Regions from separate parts of the Cricetulus griseus genome. Here all the other regions are linked to region 3. Evidence: chromatin contacts called from public Hi-C and Micro-C data. All regions are on one chromosome and are shown on one strand. The core of a region is the stretch at or near the end of the contact, and the rest is flanking DNA. Distances in the headings are between cores, read along the strand shown. Region 1 overlaps Nod1 (nucleotide-binding oligomerization domain-containing protein 1). Region 2 holds the start of Gars1 (glycine--tRNA ligase). Region 3 holds the start of Inmt (indolethylamine N-methyltransferase).

What was found. A called contact is a pair of places that touch in the nucleus more often than the background predicts.
Region 1: a Hi-C map of liver shows a contact between it and region 3, with 5 times the contacts expected there. The contact joins the enhancer-like site here to the promoter of Inmt in region 3. A contact is called at or near these places in 3 of 8 Hi-C or Micro-C datasets (the CHO-K1 cell line, fibroblasts and liver).
Region 2: a contact with region 3 is called in a Micro-C map of the CHO-K1 cell line, with 4 times the contacts expected there. The contact joins the promoter of Gars1 here to the promoter of Inmt in region 3. A contact is called at or near these places in 2 of 8 Hi-C or Micro-C datasets (the CHL-YN cell line and the CHO-K1 cell line).

The regions. Positions count from the first base shown.
Region 1 is chr8:86,392,105-86,394,804 of CriGri-PICRH-1.0, forward strand. Nod1 (nucleotide-binding oligomerization domain-containing protein 1) reads left to right here. Exons shown (of 13, transcript XM_027429675.2): 13 at 2,030-2,700. The coding sequence ends at 2,102. Among named protein-coding and RNA genes, the nearest start is that of Nod1, 51 kb to the left of the region's middle. Within about 2 kb of position 1,262, at least 1 of the 6 cell types and tissues checked has open chromatin away from gene starts, as enhancers often do.
Region 2 is chr8:86,283,800-86,286,499 of CriGri-PICRH-1.0, forward strand. Gars1 (glycine--tRNA ligase) reads right to left here and starts at 1,445. Exons shown (of 17, transcript XM_027429682.2): 1 at 1,184-1,445. The coding sequence starts at 1,393. LOC118239240 (a long non-coding RNA gene) reads left to right here and starts at 1,416. Exons shown (of 2, transcript XR_004770974.1): 1 at 1,416-1,605.
Region 3 is chr8:86,142,141-86,144,840 of CriGri-PICRH-1.0, forward strand. It overlaps Inmt (indolethylamine N-methyltransferase), which reads left to right and starts at 1,276. Exons shown (of 3, transcript XM_027429690.2): 1 at 1,276-1,655. The coding sequence starts at 1,499. All of the region lies in intron 2 of Mindy4 (probable ubiquitin carboxyl-terminal hydrolase MINDY-4), which reads right to left.

The DNA.
Region 1 (2,700 bases), core at 12-2,511, 250 kb after region 3:
ACATTTATGAAGAAGGCTGTCACTGAGATTAGAGCCCACCCCAACAGAGAATAATGTGGCAGTTGTGCTAAGACCAAGCTTTCTGTGAGGAGTTCTGACTAGTGCCTTAGGAGCAGGCCTACCTCCTGAGATTCCCAGGCACTGGTGCTGTGTCTCCAATCATCAGTGAATAACATGAGCTGGAATGCCAGCCTTGGGCTGCTGCTAAGAATCCAATGGTGAACACACATGAACTGTCCTCATGGGCTCACTCTGAGGTCAGGGAGGAGCACAGAGGGGGAAATAGTCAAGTGTAACCATGGAAGCTGCAGGATCAGGCAAGGCAAGGAATGGGTTGGACACAGGGCAGGCTTCCTAAGGAAGAAGAGACTTTAGACTAAGCCACCAAGGAAGGATGGGAATTGAAAAGTTGGAGTAGGTCTGAAAGTGCTACGTGTTGGAGAAGGGCACACATGAAGGCTTAGAGTTTGAAAGAGTGTCCACCAAGAACTACAAATAGCCAGATATCATGGCATATGCATTTAACCCCAGCATTCCAGAAGGGGTACTATGGCCTGATGTTTGAGACTAGCTTGATCTACAGGGAAACTGAGGCAGAAGCGTCATGGCCAGCCTGGGCTATATAAAGGGGCCCTTGTGTGGTGATTAATATTGGCTGTCAGTTTGAAAGGACCTACAATCACCTGCGAGGGAAATCTCTGGGCATGTCTGTTTTGGTTGAGTTAAGTAGTGTGGAAGGCACATGCTAAGTGTGGGAGGCACCATCCCATGGGCTGCGACCTCAGGCTGAAGGATAGACAAATAGGTAGACAGACAGATGGACAGACAGACAGACAGACAGACAGACAGACAGACAGACACACAATCAGAGAGAGAGAGAGAGAGAGAGAGAGAGAGAGAGAGAGAGAGAGAGAGAGCGCAGAGTGCCAGTGCTCATGTCTCACTGCTTCCTGACTGCAGATGCAAGGTGACAAGTTGCCTCATGCCCGGTCACCATGTCTTTTTGCCCACAAACTGCATGTTAAAATAAACCCTTCCTTCCTTCCTTCCTTCCTTCCTTCCTTCCTTCCTTCCTTCCTAAGTTGTCTTTGTCACACAACAGAAAAAGCAGCTAATACACTCTGTCTCAAAACAATCCACAGTAAGTTGGTGTGCCATCGACTCGGGTGTTGTGGGAGAGGAGCAGGAGGGGGCGGAGGAGATGGGAAGAGCCTAGGCAGGAGAGGTCTGGCAGTCAGATGGTGTACTTCAACCTTTATACTGAAAGCAGGAGAAATCTAGTGAAGGGTGTGAAGAGAAAGCGGATGTGGCCAGGCCAGAGTACCCCTGCTGGAACAGTCAGTAAGACCCTGCTGTGCCCAAAGAAGGCCCCGGCCACTCAGAGCACTCTGGTGGGATTAGGGCAACAGAGGGTCAGAGTGCCATGCCGGCACTGCTTAGGAAATAACATAGAACTTCATGAGAGAACTAGCAAGACGGAGGCAGGCCTTGGGGACCTGACAGCTGGAAGGAGGGAGGGACTATTTAACTGAGCTGGGAACTCTGGGCTGCTGTGGCAACTGTGAAGTGTATGAAGACATCCAGAGAAAGAGGTCAGGAGGAAGCTTGCCCAGCTCACCTGACTGAGGCGAGAAAAGAGGCCAGGAGCTAAGGGCCCAGTTGGTCCCCCGCCTCGGAGGAGGCCAGTACTAAAGATGAGAGCATGAGAGAGCAGGCCAAGAACATAACCAGAGACAGGAGAAAAACCAGAGTCCATGAGAGAGGACACAGTGCTTCTGGGAAGACAAAGTCAAGAGAGCAAAAGCCGATGAAGGCTCAGAAGGAAGGTGAAACCTGGAAATGTCACTAAACTTGGGCTGATAGAAGCTGCTAGTGGGCCCAGTGAGGTCCAGTAAATAGAGCAAGGGCAGCTGGAGAAGACTGGTATTAACCTTATGAGGCACACAGCGTGTGGGGTCACTTCTTGGGAAGGGATGGACAATATTCTGTAACACTTTGTGTAAAATGTGCCTTTTCTCCTTTTCGCTAGTCTCAATGGAAACTTAATCAATCAGGAGGAGGCCAAGGTCTTTGAAAACGAGAAGCGTATCATCTGTTTCTGATGGCCATTCCTGGGCTGAGTCTTTGCTCCCCAGCCACAGACAGCGCTGTGCAGTCAGCGGGGACACGGATGCTATGCAGGGCCTGCAGCAAGGGGACTGTCAGGAGCCCTCCCCTGCAGATGCTCACACTGGCAGCACCCGAGCTGTGGCTGGGACACGGCAGGAGTAGAGTGTCTTAGGAGCCACCATCACCACTCAAAACCAGCAAGGTATTTTCTATATGAAGAGCTGTCCTTGCATATACGCAATGATGTCTGAAGATGAAGGAATGAGAAGCACAGGGGACCAACTTCAGCTCCCACAGATGCCTGCCTGAAGAAGGACTCATGGGACCAATGTCACCTTCAGGAAAGAGCTGGGGACTTGGGCAGAGCCGACAGCAACTTTTCGGAAAGAAGGCACCGGGTGACCACACAACTATCTTGAAACCTCCTTCCTCTCCTCAGAACCCCACACTGTACATCTGTTTCTTCCTCACAGCCGTGGTTACTGAGGTATGCCCACTGTGGAGAGGGCTCATCAAAGGGCCCACACCGAGCTGGTTGTCAAGGGCTCATCACAGACTTTGGTTTCAGTTCTGGATTCTCCTTGGCTGCAA
Region 2 (2,700 bases), core at 195-2,694, 140 kb after region 3:
CAAACAGACCAACAGAGCCAACATAAACAATTTAACAAAGCGCAGAAATGTTACACACAAAAGCTCTCAAATCGTCCAGAAGCTAACCAGTTCCAGCCTTACTACAGATGGATATTATGTACTGCAGTTCCAGGCTAACGTGGCAGAGGGAGGGGTTTGGAGTGTGGGGGTTTTTTCCCCCCAAAATTAGATGTATTCTTTCTAAAGAAAGAGATTTTAAGTAATAGCAAAAACAAAGGAACCGCACCTAATTTTACGTGGGGAGACTGAATGTACAGAACATAGAATTAAAAAAAAAAAAAAAAGCCCACAGTGAAATTCAAAATGAAAGCCTATTAACTGAGGCTCAAACTAGAGCAAAGTGGCAGAATTTCCTGAAGCTGTAGCAGCTCTACTCCAATGGATTATTTCCGAAACAGGATTCCTCCGTCTTTAGCTAGACAAACGATTGCATCAGGCACCAGCGCAGGAGGAACCAGACTGGTGTTTACGGCTAGCAGGTCACGGATGCCAGGGCCCTACTGAAAGCTCTGGCTCTCGCTGGGTATCATTGAAATACTTTTCTCCTTTCCCTCTCTCAAGTCTGATCTCCACTCAATGCTACAGAAAAATAAAAAAAAAGGGGGGGGTGCAATAAATCCCCAGCTCCTAATGCTAGACCCCCTCTTCCCTTGCGCAAAATCACATTTCCAGGTGTCCCACCCCAAGGATGCATGACTTCACCGAGTGGCTCAGTCATTCCATTTACAATTTCCAGCTTGATCCTAAAACTCGCTGGCTCCAGACACCCTCCTCGGAAGCCAGAAAAGCTGGGAAGGGCGCGGGACCCTGAATTCGCATCGGTATTGGGGAGTGGGGAGTTCGACACCTCCCTACAGCAGCCACGTTTCGACCGTGTCTTGCGAGCCGGCCCTGAGGCTAACTAACACCGAAGGAAGGAAGGGAGTTGGGTGAAAAGAAGGGGACGCTTCCCAAAGCATCCCCAAGACCAAAGAGAAGCGCAGCATCGACTCGCCCCTGAGCCGGGAACGAGGCCACCGGGGTGCGAGGGCGGCGGGATTCGGGGTAAGCAGCGGGGATGGCACGAGGCCCGCGGATCGCCGATCGCGGATCGCGGGTGCGGGCGCCGCGCGTGGTCGGGGGAGGACCGTCCGGAGGGGCGCGGGCGCGGGCCGGTCGGTACCTGCTGGCGCACGGCTAGCCGCAGTGGGGCGAGCAGCTCCTCGGCGCTGTCCATGCTGCTCCGGGAGGCGGCGGGCTGCGCGGGAACGCTGAGGAGCCGCTGAGACGCGGACGCGGCGGCGGCGGCGGCGGCGGCGGCGACTCCGGGTGGCGACAGGAGCGGCAGCGCGGCGCGGGAGGCTCTGAGCAGCGCGGGCAGCAGACAGGGCATGAGCTCGCCGCCCAGGCGGTGCGCGGGCGGCTACGGAAGCGGCGCGCGGCCCGCCCGGTGCATGATGAAATAGTAGTGCAGGCAGGCCGCAGGCGCGCGCAGCCGCACTGCTCCCCCGCCGGCGCGCGCAGCCTCCGCGTCCGCAGCCGCAGATTCGGCACAGAACCCGGAAGGGCGCCCACTGGCTCCGAGGGACGTGCGGGGAGGACGAGGTAACCAGGCGCACAGAAAGAAGGCCGGGGCTTCTGAGAGTGCGGACCTAGATGCCAGAGCATCTGAGATCGTGGGCCCAGACGCTCGAGGAGCCCCACGGGAACGCACACGCTTCTGTTTGTTCTCCATCTCGCTGCTTTAGAAGAGCATCGAAAGTCACACCAGATAGGGACCTGGAGTTAATTAGCAAGCAGGGCATGGTGGTGCAGAGCGGTAATCCCAGCACTTGGGGAGCTGAGGCCAGAGGATTTGAGAGTGCAAGACCAGCCTAAGCCTACGAAGGAAGAAATAATGTTCAAGCTCCATGTTCCTCAGACTATTAATAGGAACTGGGGTTGCTGTTCTTCTCAGGGAATGCCAGTTAGCTTGAAAGACGAGCTATGAAAGCAAGGAAAGGCAACTTTACTTAGCAAACCAGCTCATGGGGAAGCCAGGGGAACCCTCACTTCAAAGTTTTTGCGGAAAAACCTTTAGTGAGTGTTATATAGGTAGTGTTATATAGTGGGTGTTATATAGGGAGGTGGTGGATGCTCCAAACTGTGGGCGCCTCACAGCCAGAAAGCCAGATGATGACGAGCCAAATGAAGTACTTCTCCCTATGGCCCAATCAGGAGATGCTACCTTCTAATTTGGCACATGTCAAGAAAAACCACCATTATCCTTGGGCTATACTTGTCATTGATTATTTATATTTTACACAAGGGACAGTCTAGAGGGTAGTGAAGCTGGCCCAAGGCCCCCTTTCAGATAACCAAACTCCTTGCAATGAGAGACCACAAGTTCTCAACTCCCAAAACTATTTGATGCTGGTTTTCAAGATGAGGAACCAGGCACAAAGCAGTTACTAGTTTGCCGGTTATCACCAAGACAGAAGCTGAGCAAGAAGAGGAGGTTTGTGAGACTCGGGGAAACTCTTCATTTGCTTTCAAGTTGCTTTCAGCACCAATTTTAGGGATCACACATATTTTTATTAGCTTTACTAGAGATAATGCCTGGGGCACCATGGCAAACCTTGTATTTTTTCAGGAACTTAAAAGGTTTAAACTGGTTTAAACCACTGCTCCTTCCCTGAGGCCTGCCCAGGTGTCCAAAGG
Region 3 (2,700 bases), core at 26-2,525:
CACGTATTAAGTGATCAGTGTCATGAACTTTGCCCGTGCTATGTTGCCTGCAACCCAAGCTTGCCCTCTGGCAACCCACTCTGAACTTTACTGCCCAGAAGCTCTCACCCTTAGATGACTTTTAGAAAGAGATGGGGCAAGCTTTTTCTTTTCTTTTCTTCTTTCTTTCTTTTTTTTTTTTTTTCATCTTGTGATCATTGCAGAATCCCTGCAACGGTGTAAGAGTGTATCTATCCTTTATCAACTTTCCCTTTCCCTTTGTGGTAGCAGCCCTGCCAACCTAACTCAAACCAATCACCTAGGAAGTGAGGAATGGCCCCCATCATGCTGGTCTGTGGGGGTTTTCTTGATTAATGATTGATATGGGAGGGCCCATGGCCCTGTGGGTCATGCCACCTTTTGGCCAATAGTCCTGGGTTGTATAAGAAAGCAGGCTGAGCAAGCCAGTAAGCAGTGTTCCTTCAAGGTCTCCCCCTGGTCCTGCTTGAGTTCCTGTCCCCGACTTTCATAGAAGATGGACTGATCAGGAAGTATAAGTCAAAAAAATCCTTTCCTTCCCAAGTTGCTTTTGGTCATAGTGTTTACTATAGCAACAGAAAGCAGACTGGGCATCATCTTTCAAAGCAACCAGACCAGATCACACCAGACCCATGAAAGCTAGTGATCTTGGGCCAGGAGGGGCAATGTGCCCATGTGCACACACGTGTTCCTGGGTGTGTGAAGCTCTAAGCAGCGTGATGATACCTTCTCCTGCATGTCAGCACTTTTTCAATTGTTCGTCCAAATACAGTGCTTGGCCAACACAGGCCTGGTGATTTAGGGAGGTGCTATCAAAGTTTACTCCTGAGCTAATAAAAAATAAAACATTAAGCCAAGTGAGAAAACAAGATTAAAATCTCCAGGGAATCATTAACTCAGTTAAAGACAAGCTGCTTGCAAATGCAAATTCACTGAGTGCAGTGGAAAAATTTTGACAATCTCAGGTCCCACATCCCCATCCCAAGGAGCACTTCTGCTCTGCTTCTTGTTTTGTTTGCAGTTGCAGAAACGAAGCCCAGGGTGTTGAATGTGTTGGCCAGGGGACCTGGTCCTGAGTCCCCACCCTCTACTCTCAACCACAAGAGTGAAGAAGCATCCCTGAGCAGACCTTGATCTCTCTGCTCTGACTTTCTCTTGGTCCCTGTGTAATTCTCTCCCTCTCCCTCTCCCTGCAATACTGCCTCCAGCCACACCACCCTGGGGAACTAGTGATGAGACTGTCCCAGGACAGGAGCGGGTGGGGCGATGATAACACAGGACTCTAGCATTCTCATGCTTCATCACAAAAACCATATCGAGCCAGGAATCTGACACCAGCGCTCTGATAACATCCACCGGGACCCTAGCTCCTCCCTGAAGAGGGAGGCCTATTAAAAGAGGCTATAAAAGGTGTGGTGGGAGGGAATGGGCACTCTGCAGAGGCAAGAGGAGTACAGACAGCTGCAGTGGGCTAACCAGAATGGAGGGCAAAGTATACAAGGGAGGTGAGGACTATGAACAAGAGTTTGACCCCCGAGACTACCTGGCCACCTACTACAACTTCGACTCGGGCCCAGTGGCAGAAAAGGAAATCATAAAGTTTAGCCTGCAGAACCTCTACCAGACCTTCTCTTCGGGTGAGTGGCTAAGGTCCCCTGGGGGAGGGGCTGGAGCAGTACCAATGTGAAGAGCTCATTCTGTATATACAGATGCTACAGCGGTGGCCAGCCTGGCAGCCCACAGATGGCAATGTGTGTGGGTCCAGAGGAGCCATGCCTTGAGAGCTTGCAGCCATGGTCAGCTTCAGTTGCCTCACTTGTAGAATGCCTCACTTGTACCCCCAGATTTGTGGAGCTTCTAGGACACTTCTGGGAGAAGTGACAAAATGAGCCTGAGCACCAAAGCTGCTCCACCCTCCTCCTCTGGCAGAGGCCTTTCAGAGAGCTCTCTAGAATTTCTGGGACATTGCATTCTCTGGAAATCTGATGAAAATTCTTATACACACAAACATACATGTAAACAAGCGTCCAGAATTTTCCCCCGACATCTAAGGTGGGGGAGACTAAAGGTTAGCACTGTGGGAAGGGAGAGGGAGAGCCATTAGACCAGCAAGAATAAAGTATAATAGTTCAGACTTCTCAGTACTAGGAGAGTATGCTCTGTGAGATCCTGGAGGTTGTTTAGCAACACCACAGCCCCCCCCCAAGGGAAAAAGGGGCCTTCTTAACTAGACATTCTGTGCTAAGGAAGGTGTGGCAAGGGGCTCCCTCAGAATACAGAGGAAGGGAGGATACATGCTCCTGGAGAAAGCTGGGCAGAGTACAGGCACTGATGCTTGGCAGGGGCATAGCAGGTGTAAGAGGGGACTGCAGAAGGGAAGGGGCGGGGCTTAAAGGTGATACCCTGGTGCTGCCCTTGTCTTCTGATACATGGCTATCTTTTCTAGTATACCTGAAGGGCTCTTAAGAACACACTGGATTCCTTCTCAACCTTTATCCCAGACCCTGTCACTCTGTCGATATCTCCAGTTTTCTAAATCCACTGTTCTTAGAGATAAGCCAGTGTCAACCTACCAGCAATCAATCCTAAGTCTATCCAGAAGGTCAGATGTGCTTCCACTAATTTCCTGGGAGGGTTTTGAGAATGCTAGCTATACCCCAGTCCTAGCTTTGCTCCCCACTC